Regions from separate parts of the Gossypium hirsutum genome. Here region 2 is linked to region 1. A link is a contact called in public Hi-C data. All regions are on one chromosome and are shown on one strand. The core of a region is the stretch at or near the end of the contact, and the rest is flanking DNA. Distances in the headings are between cores, read along the strand shown.

Evidence for each region. Hi-C and Micro-C count contacts between places; a contact is called where the count stands out from the background.
Region 2: a Hi-C map of leaf shows a contact between it and region 1, with 3 times the contacts expected there. The contact joins two enhancer-like sites. A contact is called at or near these places in 3 of 34 Hi-C or Micro-C datasets (all in leaf).

Annotation. Positions count from the first base shown.
Region 1 is chrD06:20,454,864-20,460,906 of Gossypium_hirsutum_v2.1, forward strand. No RefSeq gene overlaps it. Among protein-coding and RNA genes, the nearest start is that of LOC107901525, 19 kb to the left of the region's middle. Within about 2 kb of position 3,793, at least 3 of the 9 cell types and tissues checked have an H3K27ac peak or open chromatin away from gene starts, as enhancers often do. A contact at or near this core is called in leaf, where this site is marked.
Region 2 is chrD06:20,689,935-20,695,977 of Gossypium_hirsutum_v2.1, forward strand. No RefSeq gene overlaps it. Among protein-coding and RNA genes, the nearest start is that of LOC121218511, 19 kb to the left of the region's middle. Within about 2 kb of position 2,862, at least 1 of the 9 cell types and tissues checked has an H3K27ac peak or open chromatin away from gene starts, as enhancers often do. A contact at or near this core is called in leaf, where this site is marked.

The DNA of each region.
Region 1 (6,043 bases), core at 2,543-5,042:
ACAGTATCATATATTATGATTTGAGTAAATTAATATAAGAATATTAATTATTAAGAATTTTATTAAATTATATAGTTTAATTAAAATATATTTAATAATAATTATGTTAATTTATATTTTACAGTATCATATATTATGATTTCAGTAAATTAATATAAGAATATTAATTATTAAGAATTTTATTAAATTATATAGTTTAATTAAAATATATTTAATAATAATTATGTTAATTTATATTTTACAGTATCATATATTATGATTTCAGTAAATTAATATAAGAATATTAATTATTAAGAATTTCATTAAATTATATATTTTAATTAAAATATATTTAATAATAATTATGTTAATTTATATTTTACAGTATCATATATTATGATTTGAGTAAATTAATATAAGAATATTAATTATTAAGAATTTTATTAAATTATATAGTTCAATTAAAATATATTTAATAATAATTATGTTAATTTATATTTTACAGTATCATATATTATGATTTCAGTAAATTAATATAAGAATATTAATTATTAAGAATTTCATTAAATTATATATTTTAATTAAAATATATTTAATAATAATTATGTTAATTTATATTTTACAGTATCATATATTATGATTTCAGTAAATTAATATAAGAATATTAATTATTAAGAATTTTATTAAATTATATTTTTTAATTAAAATATATTTAATAATAATTATGTTAATTTATATTTTACAGTATCATATATTATGATTTCAGTAAATTAATATAAGAATATTAATTATTAAGAATTTTATTAAATTATATAGTTTAATTAAAATATATTTAATAATAATTATGTTTAAATATGATTAAATTATTTATTATTGATAATAATAATCTTATTATAATTTAAATAACAATAACAATAATCATTTACCAAAACAAATTTATGCTAAGGGTATTCTAGCCATTTTAGTTTTTTTCATTATGCTATTACACCTCTATTCCATTCAACCAAACACAAGATTACTATTACGCCTCTATTCCATTACATTCAACCAAACAGTGGATTAGCTATTACACCTCTAATCCAATACACCTCTAATCCCAATACACCTCTAATCCAATACGCCTCTAATCTAATACAGCGAACCAAACGTGTCCTAAAAGTAAGTGATAAAAATTAAATTGACGTAAAGTGGGATGAGACGTGAAATAGGGCAAATAGTGAAGCACAGCAGGGATGATAGATTTAGCAACAACTATTGAAGAAAATGATCTAAAATATTTTTATCCCTAATTCTCTTTTTAAAAAATAGAGAATTTTCTTTATGTTTTGCAATGAAAAACAAAATATAAGTCCCTTTTTCCCTAATTTTTTAATGATATAAATATAAATGTAAGTTTAGAACACATTTCTGAATTGAATTTGAACAAATGAAATTATCTTCTTTTACTTAAAATTCTTTTTATTAAGATCCACTTGGTACAACAACGTAAAATGTGCATATATCAAATCTTGTAAAAGAAAAAAAAAACTTAAAGCATAATCTCAAATAATAAATTTTCTCATTAACCTCTAGAGTGGTAAAAGCATTATATTATAAGCATAGAACTTGAGTTTAATAATAAGATTGATGTTTTGAGACTTTTAAAATTCCAGGTTCCAACACTATCTTATGTATAGATATAAATTATTTTTCATATATTAATTAAATTAAATATTAATTATCCAAATTAATTTTATTGAAATTAAATTAGATTCTAAAACTTGAAACATTTATTGGTTGGTTCCCATTTGCTTGGGGGGTAAAAGAGATGTGTTAATTTTAGATTGATTGTATAAATAAGGAGAGCATTAGTGTGAGTGAGGAACAGTGATGACTCAAAACTAGTACGCGTGTTGGCATCTTTCGACGTGTCAGATTTAGGCTCTCACTCTCTTGCTCTGTTTGGAATGCGTGACCTTTGTGTTGCGTCAACATAACTCTCCTTTTTTGTCATTCATTCCCCCTGCCTCTTTTTTATTTATTATTATTACGGAGTCATATAATTAGTAATACGTTCTTGAGCCAGTAATATGATGTTCAGATTTGGTGATATAAAAATATAATCTCACTATTTCTTTTTTTTTTTATAATTTACTTGCATTATTTTAGGAGTTTTAGTCATAATGAAAATTTGAACTCATAATGTATATAGCATTTCCATCTCATCCATAAATGATTTTATCTTGTTATATTGGTCATGCATTCACATTTTTCACCTTGCATAAAACTCTTCTATATTCATATATTTATAGATTTTTTTTATGGTAGAGTTAGGATCACATATGAGTCTTGATACCAATATTTAGTTGAACAACCCTCCATCAACCAAAAAAGACATTTCATACTCTTTTTAGAGTCTCGAGAATAAAACCTAAACATTTTAAGAATCCAAATAAGATAGAAAATCAAATTTTATCAAATTATAGGGATGGAAGGCATAATTTAAGCATAAAAATGATAAAGATTATCACTTTTTCGAGTTCCTCATTTAATATTTATCTCGTCCTCTTTCTTCAACCGTAACTCCCTATATCACAAGTGCCCATCAAGTAGTCAAAATTTTATTTCTACTATGAATCATCAAAACGTGCCCATATTTTGATAAAATTTACCTTAGAAAACAAATATATGAGTGAAAAAAAGAATTAGAGTTCCCATAATGGGATTAAGATTGGATGATTATAGCTACCAGAAGAAGAAGAAGAAGAAGAAGATGAAGATGTAAGCATGTAAAATGATAGCACTTATTGTTTGTTTTTGTTGTAGTAAATATAATATGAAGCTTTAATTATCTTTGTAAACAAGCAAGGGCAAGCCAGGCCACGCGACGCCAAGCACAAGTAAACATGCCCTGCCCTGCCATGGGGAAGTGAGTATTATTTATTTAATAATAAGAAAAAGTAGTGCCAGTGAGGGGCTAAGAGTGGGCCGACAACGAAATGGTGGGCCAACACACGGCGCGAATATAGAGGATTAGGCCCATCTTCTTTGTAATGATTTAGACTTCCTATTGTCATTTATTTTATCATTCAAAATAGAGAGAATAATCGGCGGCGGCACTTTATGTGAAATACAACATATCTTTGTATTTATGAATCGATCTTTAAATTAGTGGAGCCCACCTCTAGAGTGCTAATTGGTGTTTGATTAATTAGCTATTTGGCTCATTGGTAAGTGCTCAACGACTCTCTTTTCTTCCCCTCATTTCTTAAATATATCTTCTAAAAAGTAATTTAAAAAAAATAGATCAATAGTCAAATCAATAGTAATTTGATTGGCTCATATGGTTTAATTAGATAAATCATTTAAAAATCAGTTCGATTTGTTCATATTAGTTCATAAGTCAATTAGTCTTATACATCAATTTCTGATCTTACCCATCAATCAGATCCAATTCAAACAATAACATTTAAAATACTAATTTTGTTTCATTTTATTCAAAAAAAGAAGAATAAGAAAGAAAATGCGTGCCTTTATCACTTTCTCATGGGTTATCTTTTGAGAAGAGAGTGAAGTAAATTTGATAGTTTAGATATCAATTCTCATTAAATGAATTGTAAACACCTATATAAAAGTAGGATGGTGAATAAAGGGAGAGATAGATATAGAATATGGGAAATTCTGGAAGACTATCCAAGCCTGAATTATATATTTTATATCCAAATTAATAAGTTAGTCATATTTTAATTGAAATCACTTTGAAGTTGTTATTGGAATAAGTTTGACGTCTATCTTTAGCTCCCAATAAAGAGGGTTATATGAAAGCAAATGGGCTTTGATTGAAGCCTGCTCCTGTTTCCTATCCAATCACTTCAATGGTGAGCCGATTAGGTAACGTTGTGACGAAGCAATTCAAGTTTATTTTCCCAACCTGGTCCAAATAAATCCGTAAATGAAGGATATCATTTTTTTTCATCAACAAAATTTAAATTCAAAACCCGAAAGTTAAAAAGGAGATGCTTGGGTGAATCCATAATGAGTAAAAGAGGTAAAACATTTTTGGTGTAAATAATTGAAAGTGTGAACAATTTAGACAATTACAACATTAATCTGAGATGAGTGGTGGATGATGTTTCATTTTACACCAATTTTTATAACAAGATTGCATTTATTGTCAAGAAAATGCAATCACAATTTGCATTTATCATTTAATTCATTACACAAATGTTAAAAATATAATGAGATACGTCAAACATGAATACCTCTGCTTCTTCTTCTTCTTATTTTAACCATACTCCATATTCTTTTTTTAATTATAAAAATTTAGAAAATCAAATATAAACAATTAATTTTGATCCGTTAATTTATAATTCAACTAATTTAAATAAATAATGAATTATAAATATTTCATCATTTCTTGCACATTCCCCCTTTTTTTTAATCAATTCATTTTATTACTTTTCCTTCCTTTTTCTTAATTTCATATTTAAATCTAAAATTACTTCTTCTTCTTTTTTTTTGAAAAAATTTCAACTAATAGCTTTAATATAGTCATTCGTAAATCTAATCATGTGTCGGGCCAAATTCGAGCCAGGCTAATACAAAATTTTAGGTTCGTTTTCTAGGTCCGAAAATGAGACTTAAATTACGTCCAAACCCAACTTAAATTTTATATCCGAGCCTAACCCGACCTACCCATATTAATTTTTTAGATTACTTTTTATATAAAATTAAATTTAAAAAGTATAATACATCAAATACACTAAAAAATTAAAATAAATGTTTCCTAACAAATTAAAAATACATTTTAAAAAGTTTTTATACTTAAATAACACTAAAATAGTTTTAACTTAGCAAGCAAATGCCTCTAAAATAGTAACAAAATTAACAATAAAATAAGAGTTATACAATATCCAAACAATAACAACAAAATAGTAAGCAACATAATAACAAAATGGTAGCAAAACAACAGCAAAATAACTAATTCAGGTAGGCCCGACCAAAAAACTTCTACCCAAAGCTTGACCCATTTAGAAAATGGACCTTTTTTTATCCAAACCCATTTTTGGGCTATATTTTTTCTCTAACCCACCTACTTTTCAAATAAGCCTCCAAACCTAGACAGATAGCTCAACCCATGATGAAGTCTATTCATTCGCTAATATTTTACATTCATCAAAAGATTGTGAATTCATATACCACAAATCTAAAAATGTGTTTGAGTTCTATATTTGCTAAAATATTTGCAATATCAATGGTAGTTATTACATTTGGAAAAAAGGGAGCAAAAGAAAATATATTGCCATTCATTCTTGTTGCTATATATATATATTTGTATTGTAATTATAGTATGATTTTCTCCCTTAGCATAGCTAGTTGTCCTACCTAATAAATATAGAATGCATATGTAACATAAACATTAATAAAAAAAAATACATAATTAAAAATAAATGTAAAAAAATTGCCTCCTCCAACTCCAACTCTCGACCCTATAAAACTATGCCCACCATTCTCACCTTCATTATTGGTGTAGAAAATACTGCAGAAGCCCAAATTGTTGCAGTGTTTCCAGCAGTTTATTATTAATTAAATTGTCTTGTTTAATATCAAATAATCTAATTTAAAATATCAAATAAATAAAAACAATTGATGAAAACTAAGCTCAATATTATCAAGACTTGTTGATTTGAGCAATAAAAGATTTGTTTATTAAGTAAAGTTTAAATCTTATACATAAAATAATAATAATGTTGAAAACCAATATCGGTTTGATTTCAAATTTAATGAAATGTTAATATAAATTTAGAATTTAGTTAATGTGTTTTTATTTTTAGGAAATTAGTTCATCCACTTTTTCGATGTCAAAATTCAAGTCTAATTATTAATATTATTAAAATAGTTTTGTTAAATTCAAATTCATTATAACGTCTTTTTTTAGTTATATTGCTATAAAGTCTAAATTTCGCAAGGTGAAAAGGAAAATGACTAAATTCCTAAAATAAAAAATATAGCGACTAAATTTTAAATATATAAGGAGTTGAGATACGTATGAGATATTTTAACCTAATACTAACGTATCAAGAGA
Region 2 (6,043 bases), core at 1,612-4,111, 230 kb after region 1:
AAAAAAAATAAATGTCCCAAATTTTGAAAGATAAAATGATTAGTAAGATAAGATGGTGGAGTGCTAGTTTCTTATCTAGAGGGAAGGAAGTATTCATTAAAGCAGTGTTACAGGCAATTCCTACATATGCTATAGCATGCTTTTTACTACCAAAATCTTTTTGTACGGAGTTAGAAAATTGTATGGGTTGATTTCGGTGGCAAAAACAGCATGATAAACGTGGAATCCATTGATGCGAGTGGAGGACACTTGAGGATTTAAAAGAAGATGAGGGAATGGGATTTAGATGTCTTTCAAAGTTTAATATGGCACTCCTAGCAAAACAAGTCTGGCGGTTAATTTGTTATCCAGATTTGTTATTAGCAAGATCGTTAAAAGCAAAACATTATCCACACTCAGATTTTTTGCAAGCAAGATTGGGAAATTTACCTTCTTTTACTTGGAGAAGTCTATGGGCAGTGAAAGACCTTGAGAAAGGGATATGCTGCAGAGTTAGGTCTGGAGAGTAGATTTCGATTTGGAATGTGGTGTGGGTCCCAAGTGCTACAAATTACAAGATTCAATTCTCAACTACTAATCAAAAGTTAGTATATGTCTCTAAGTTAATTTAACAACACGCAAATCGATGGAAAGAAGAGTTAATTAGAAATACCTTTCACCCTGATGACATAGAGAGGATTTTGTGCATTCTTCTTCCTATTGAAAAAAAAAACAGACAGAATGGTATGCTGTGCAGAAGCTTCGTGGGTTTACAGTGTGAAGTGGTTAAAAAATTAATACAAAATGATCGGGACATTAATTTACAGACCATGCAAAGCCAATACAAATCTATGTACAAGAAACTTTGGCTTGTGGATTTACCATCGAAAAAAATACTAGTATGGAAAACTTTAAATAATTTCCTTCCTACTCAAACTAATCTTTTTTGACGAAGACTGGTCAGCTCAGTGAACTGTCCAAGATGCTCGCGAAGTGAAGAGATGAAAGAACATGTGTTCAGAGACTGCCCTTTGGTATAAGATTTCTGGGCTAAACTGGGAATCGAGTGGACCCTGGAGCAAAATCAATTTCAATATAAGGATTGTATCCAGGTTCTATTCGAAAATGAGTCAACCCATAAAATTAGAATTCTTATGTGTGCTATATGGGCTGTGTGGACAGCCAGGAATAAATGGTTACATGAAAAATAGATGTAAAAAAGTGATAAACTGACTCATTCCACTATTGCCTATTTGCAAAGTTGGAAAAAATCAGTAAGAAGTTACCTGTTATCAAACTGATGAAAGAAAATTTGCGACCTCCAGAGGAGAGTTATGTTAAGATCAACTTTGACACTGCATTTGGTAAGCAACAAAAGAAATCATGCACTGGAATTGTGATTAGAAACTCAAGTGTGCAAGTTTTAAAAACAAAAGTCCATTTTAACAGACACATACTGTTAAGAGTATAGGTTGTTAGTTTGTTATTTCAGCTGTTAGGTTGTTAACAATAGCAATAGTTAAGTTGTTAACAATAGCAGTTATTCAGATACTCTATAAATATCTTTGCTATAGTGTAAAACAAAGCAAGTAAGATGTACAGAGAAGTTTCTTAATACAAAATACATTTCATTCTATTTCTTTTTAATCAATACTTTTAGGTTTAAGTTTACCGTAGGTGTTAACTAGTATCAGTCGCCTAAAGGTTCTGGAGACATGTTCCTAGTTTGTTTTCATAGACACCGCAACTTCTGATTCTGCCTCGGTTGAACACGGATGTCAGGGGTTCACTAGTGCTCGACTCGTACAGTCGTTTCCTTGTCACGACGCTGTCAAGTTGGAAGAAGGTATTTTTATTCAATGCCAACAGCTTGTTAGGTTGATCGTTGAAGGTTATGAGCTAACTGGTTTCTTGGACGGAACATTGTCTGCTCCACTGCGCTATGTGTCGTCTCTAGAGGGTTCTCTTGTTCCGAATCTGGATGCTTCAGTGTTTGTTTAACTAGATCGACTACTAGCTTCTTGCTCTCTACGATTCACTCATCACTTTTGTCCTCTTTTACAGAGGCTCATACGGCGGCTAATGTGTGGACTACAGCCACTCGTCTTTTTGCTGCCGTCACAGGTATGAAACTTTCTCGACTTCATCACGATCTTCATTCCATTAAAAAAGGGAGTCTCTCTGTCAAAGATTATGTTATGAAAGTTTAAAATATAAGTGTATTGATTGAGGCTTCCGGATCTTGAATATCGGAGGCGGAGAAGGTTGACATAGTGCTTGCAGCCTTACCTCCAAAGTTTAATGCCATTCTTACCCTAGCCTTGTTCTCATTGGAGCCTCTACCACTTCAACAACTAGTCGATGTTTTACTTGAGTACGAGAATCGTCAAATGCGCGCCGTACAAGATGTGCCACTCCATGCTAATCTATTAGATAACGTTTCGTCACCTCCCCTGGAGAACTCTATTCGCAGTGGTATGTTTTTATTTGGAGGTTGCGGTCAAGGTTTTCGAACCCGTATACAATGCCAAATCTGTAGGTGGTTTGGTCACTTAGCCCAGAGGTATTTTTTTCATTTTAACTAAGAGTATGATGGCCCATCGTCGGGTGCTCGAGCGTCGAATCTGGCAGATCGTCGTGGTCTTGGTGTGTCAATTCTGTTATTGGTATTTGGTCAGCATCATGGGTCTACTTCAATGGCATTGATGTATAGTTTGTTGAGAGAAAATGTTTGGTTGTCTGTTGCGCCTCCTATCAATCAAAATAGTAAGGTTTCTAACCCACTTTTTCAAAGTTCTACTGGTCAATTTGATTGTGGGCCTCAATTTGGTCTTGGGCGTCCAATGTATAATGTGCCTAGGTGCACTAGTGGTGGGGCTTATATGCCGATTGGGCTTGGTCACTTTTATAGGCCTGCTATTCATAGGCCAATGGGCATGAGTTTGTTAATGGAAGTTTGCCATCTGGATCAAATCAACAATTTGGAGGAGCTTCCTTGTCTTTTGGGCCGCCGGTTCAACCTCTTACAAGCTATGGGTGATGGTAATGTGTCTGGGCCGTCTATTCCCTGGCGGACTAAACCAAGGGCTCGTGTGTACACTGGGTCTAACCCCTGCATTAGACTTCCTTGTTTACTAGACTTGCATGCTTTTGATGTTTCTGGCTCCACTGAGTCTCAAGTTAATGCTACTAAATTTGGTTCAAAATTTGAAGGCAGTGAGTCTTATATTCCTATGCCCGTTAAGACTATTACTTGGTATCCAGATTCAGAGGCTACACATCATGTCTGTCGCGATGCCTCTACTTTGCATGATTCTACACCATACTCAGGTACATCCTCTCTCTTAATGGGTGACGGGACTCCCACCAAGATCTCATCTATTAGTAATTCAGTTTTACCTACTCAGTCTAAATTGCTTCGGTTATCTAATATTTTGTGTGTACCGAATATTCAGAAGAATCTCTTGTCTGTGTCTCAGTTTTCCATTGACAATAATGTGTTTTTTGAATTTCATCTGATGTATTACGTTGTTAAAGACATCGAGACTCGGTATATTTTACTAAAAGGCCACATTTTTTATAGGCTCTATCATTTTTCTCTGCCAGTTGTGTCTGCTCAGCCTGTTGAAGTTTATTCAACTACCCGCGTTGGACATCAAAATAAAGATGATGGTGCTATTTTTTCTCTGTGGCACAAACGTCTTGGTCATCCCTCTGCTTCTGTTGTTAAAACTGTGTTAGATAAATGTAAAATTATCCCTGCTAAGTTTTGTCTTGATAATGTTTGTACAGCCTGTCAAAAGGGAAAATCTCATAAGTTGCCCTTTCCCAACTCTACTACTGAATATAGAGATCCATTTGCTTTGGTTGTTTCTGATTTGTGGGGGCCTGCATTAGTTGCCTGTAATCGTAATTGGTATTATGTGTCCTTTATCGATATGTGCACTCGATTCACATGGCTTTATATCATTCGTCAAAAGTCTCAGGCAGTTGAATGTTTTATTCAATTTCAGCAGTTAGTCAAAACACAGTTCGGGAAAACTATTAAACAATTTCAAAGTGATTAGGGCAGAGAATTTCGAGCTTTCACATATGTTTTAGCAACACAAGGGATTATTCATCAATTGTCTTGTCCACATACCTCTTAATAGAATGGGGTGGCTAAACGCAAACATTGGCATATTGTTGACATGGGTGTCACGTTTCTTGCTCAATCGAATCTTTATATGGAGTATTGGGAATATGCATTTTGTTGTGCTATTCATCTCATCAATCGTCTTCCTACCTCAATTTTGAAAGGTCAAACTCCATATAGGGCTCTTTATGAAAAAGACCCTACATATGATTATTTACGTATATTCGGATATTGTTGTTTTCCATATTTACGTCTACTTTTGCGTCATAAATTGGAATTTCGTTCTCGACCTTGTACGTTCTTGGGATATAGTTCTCAACACAAAGGTTATCAATGTCATATGTCGAATGGTAAAGTCGTTATTTCTCGTCATGTTGTGTTTGATGAGCAAAGGTTCTTGTCTCCTTCATCTGCTACAAAGGGAATTATGTCTTCGTCTGGTACTATGGCAACTTTTGTTCCACTTATTAAGAGGGTGCCTGCATCAACTTCACCTCTTGGCTCTAGCCCTTCACTCTCTTTGTCTGATACTCCTTCGGTTGAGGTAGGTTCTGCTCATGAGACACATAGTTCTTCCTCCTTACCCACTGATGATAGTTTTTCTGGCCCTACTGTGCCTACCACTAGTTCTCCACTCTCTCCTCCTCCTCCGTCATCCTCATTTCCTCAGACACATACTCATACGATGGTTACTAGGTCTAAAGCTGGCATCTTTAAACCCAAAGCATTGTTTGTTGAGGCTAACCAAGTAACTCTCGTAGTGATATTACTTGGTTACAAGTGATATTAATCTAGTGCGATTGCCGTTGCTGCTAATCCTGTTTTACATTCCAAATTCAAACATGTCGAGCTTGATTTATTTTTTGTTCGTAAGAATGTAGCTGATGGCTCAATTATTGTTGGTGAGGTCCCTTCCTGTGAACAGGTAGCTGACATTATTACCAAGCCACTCTCTGTATCGTATTTTGATTGATTTCGAGGACTTCTTCGAGTTTTACCTCTTGAAAAGTTAGGTAAATGTTAAAAGTATAGGTTGTTAGTTTGTTATTTCAGATGTTAGGTTGTTAACAATAGCAATAGTTAAGTTGTTAACAATAACAGTTATTCAGATACTCTATAAATATCTTTGCTATAGTTTAAAAAAAAGCAAGTAGATGTACAGAGAAGTTTCTTAATACAAAATACATTTCATTCTATTTCTTTTCAATCAATACTTTTAGGTTTAAGTTTACCGTAGGTGTTAACACATACCATCAGCGTTTGCTGCAGAGGCTCTCCCTTGTGTTCAGGCGATTCAGTTCGGGGCAGAGTTAGGTTTCTTAAGAAGTGACATTGAAGGTGATGCTTTGTCAGTTATCAAGAAGATTCAAAGTGAGGAAGATGACAGATCTGAAATTAGGGCTTACACTTTAGATGCTAAAAGACTAAAAAGTTACTTCATTTCTTGTTGATTTAGACATGCATGGAGACAAATGAACAAAGTGGCACATCTATTAGCAAAAGAAGGACTCGGTATGGAAGAATATGCTTATCTGAGGAACGACCTTCCCAAATCTGTTGCCCAGGCTGGTGAGGAAAATAGACGCGATGGAAGAAGTGCACAACTGATGAGTTCAAGTTGGAACCAAGGAATCATCGACCATGTGATAGGAAAATGTTAAAATGGAATGCTCATGTAATGTGTTTTGACGATTGGGGAAAAGGAAAGTTAGACAGTGAAGATATTTTGGTTCAGCTTGCTCAAACATCAGAACAACTAATTAGCGAGTAAAATCGCTCTTTGAAGGGATATCTAAGTCATAGGTGTTTTCTTGGTTTTTGTTGATGAGTCTCTTTGGAAATGAAATGCCAAAGATGGAAGAAGAAGAAGAAGAAGAGGAAGAAAGGGATTCGTCAATGAAAGATGAATGGTTGTTGATTGATTTTTAG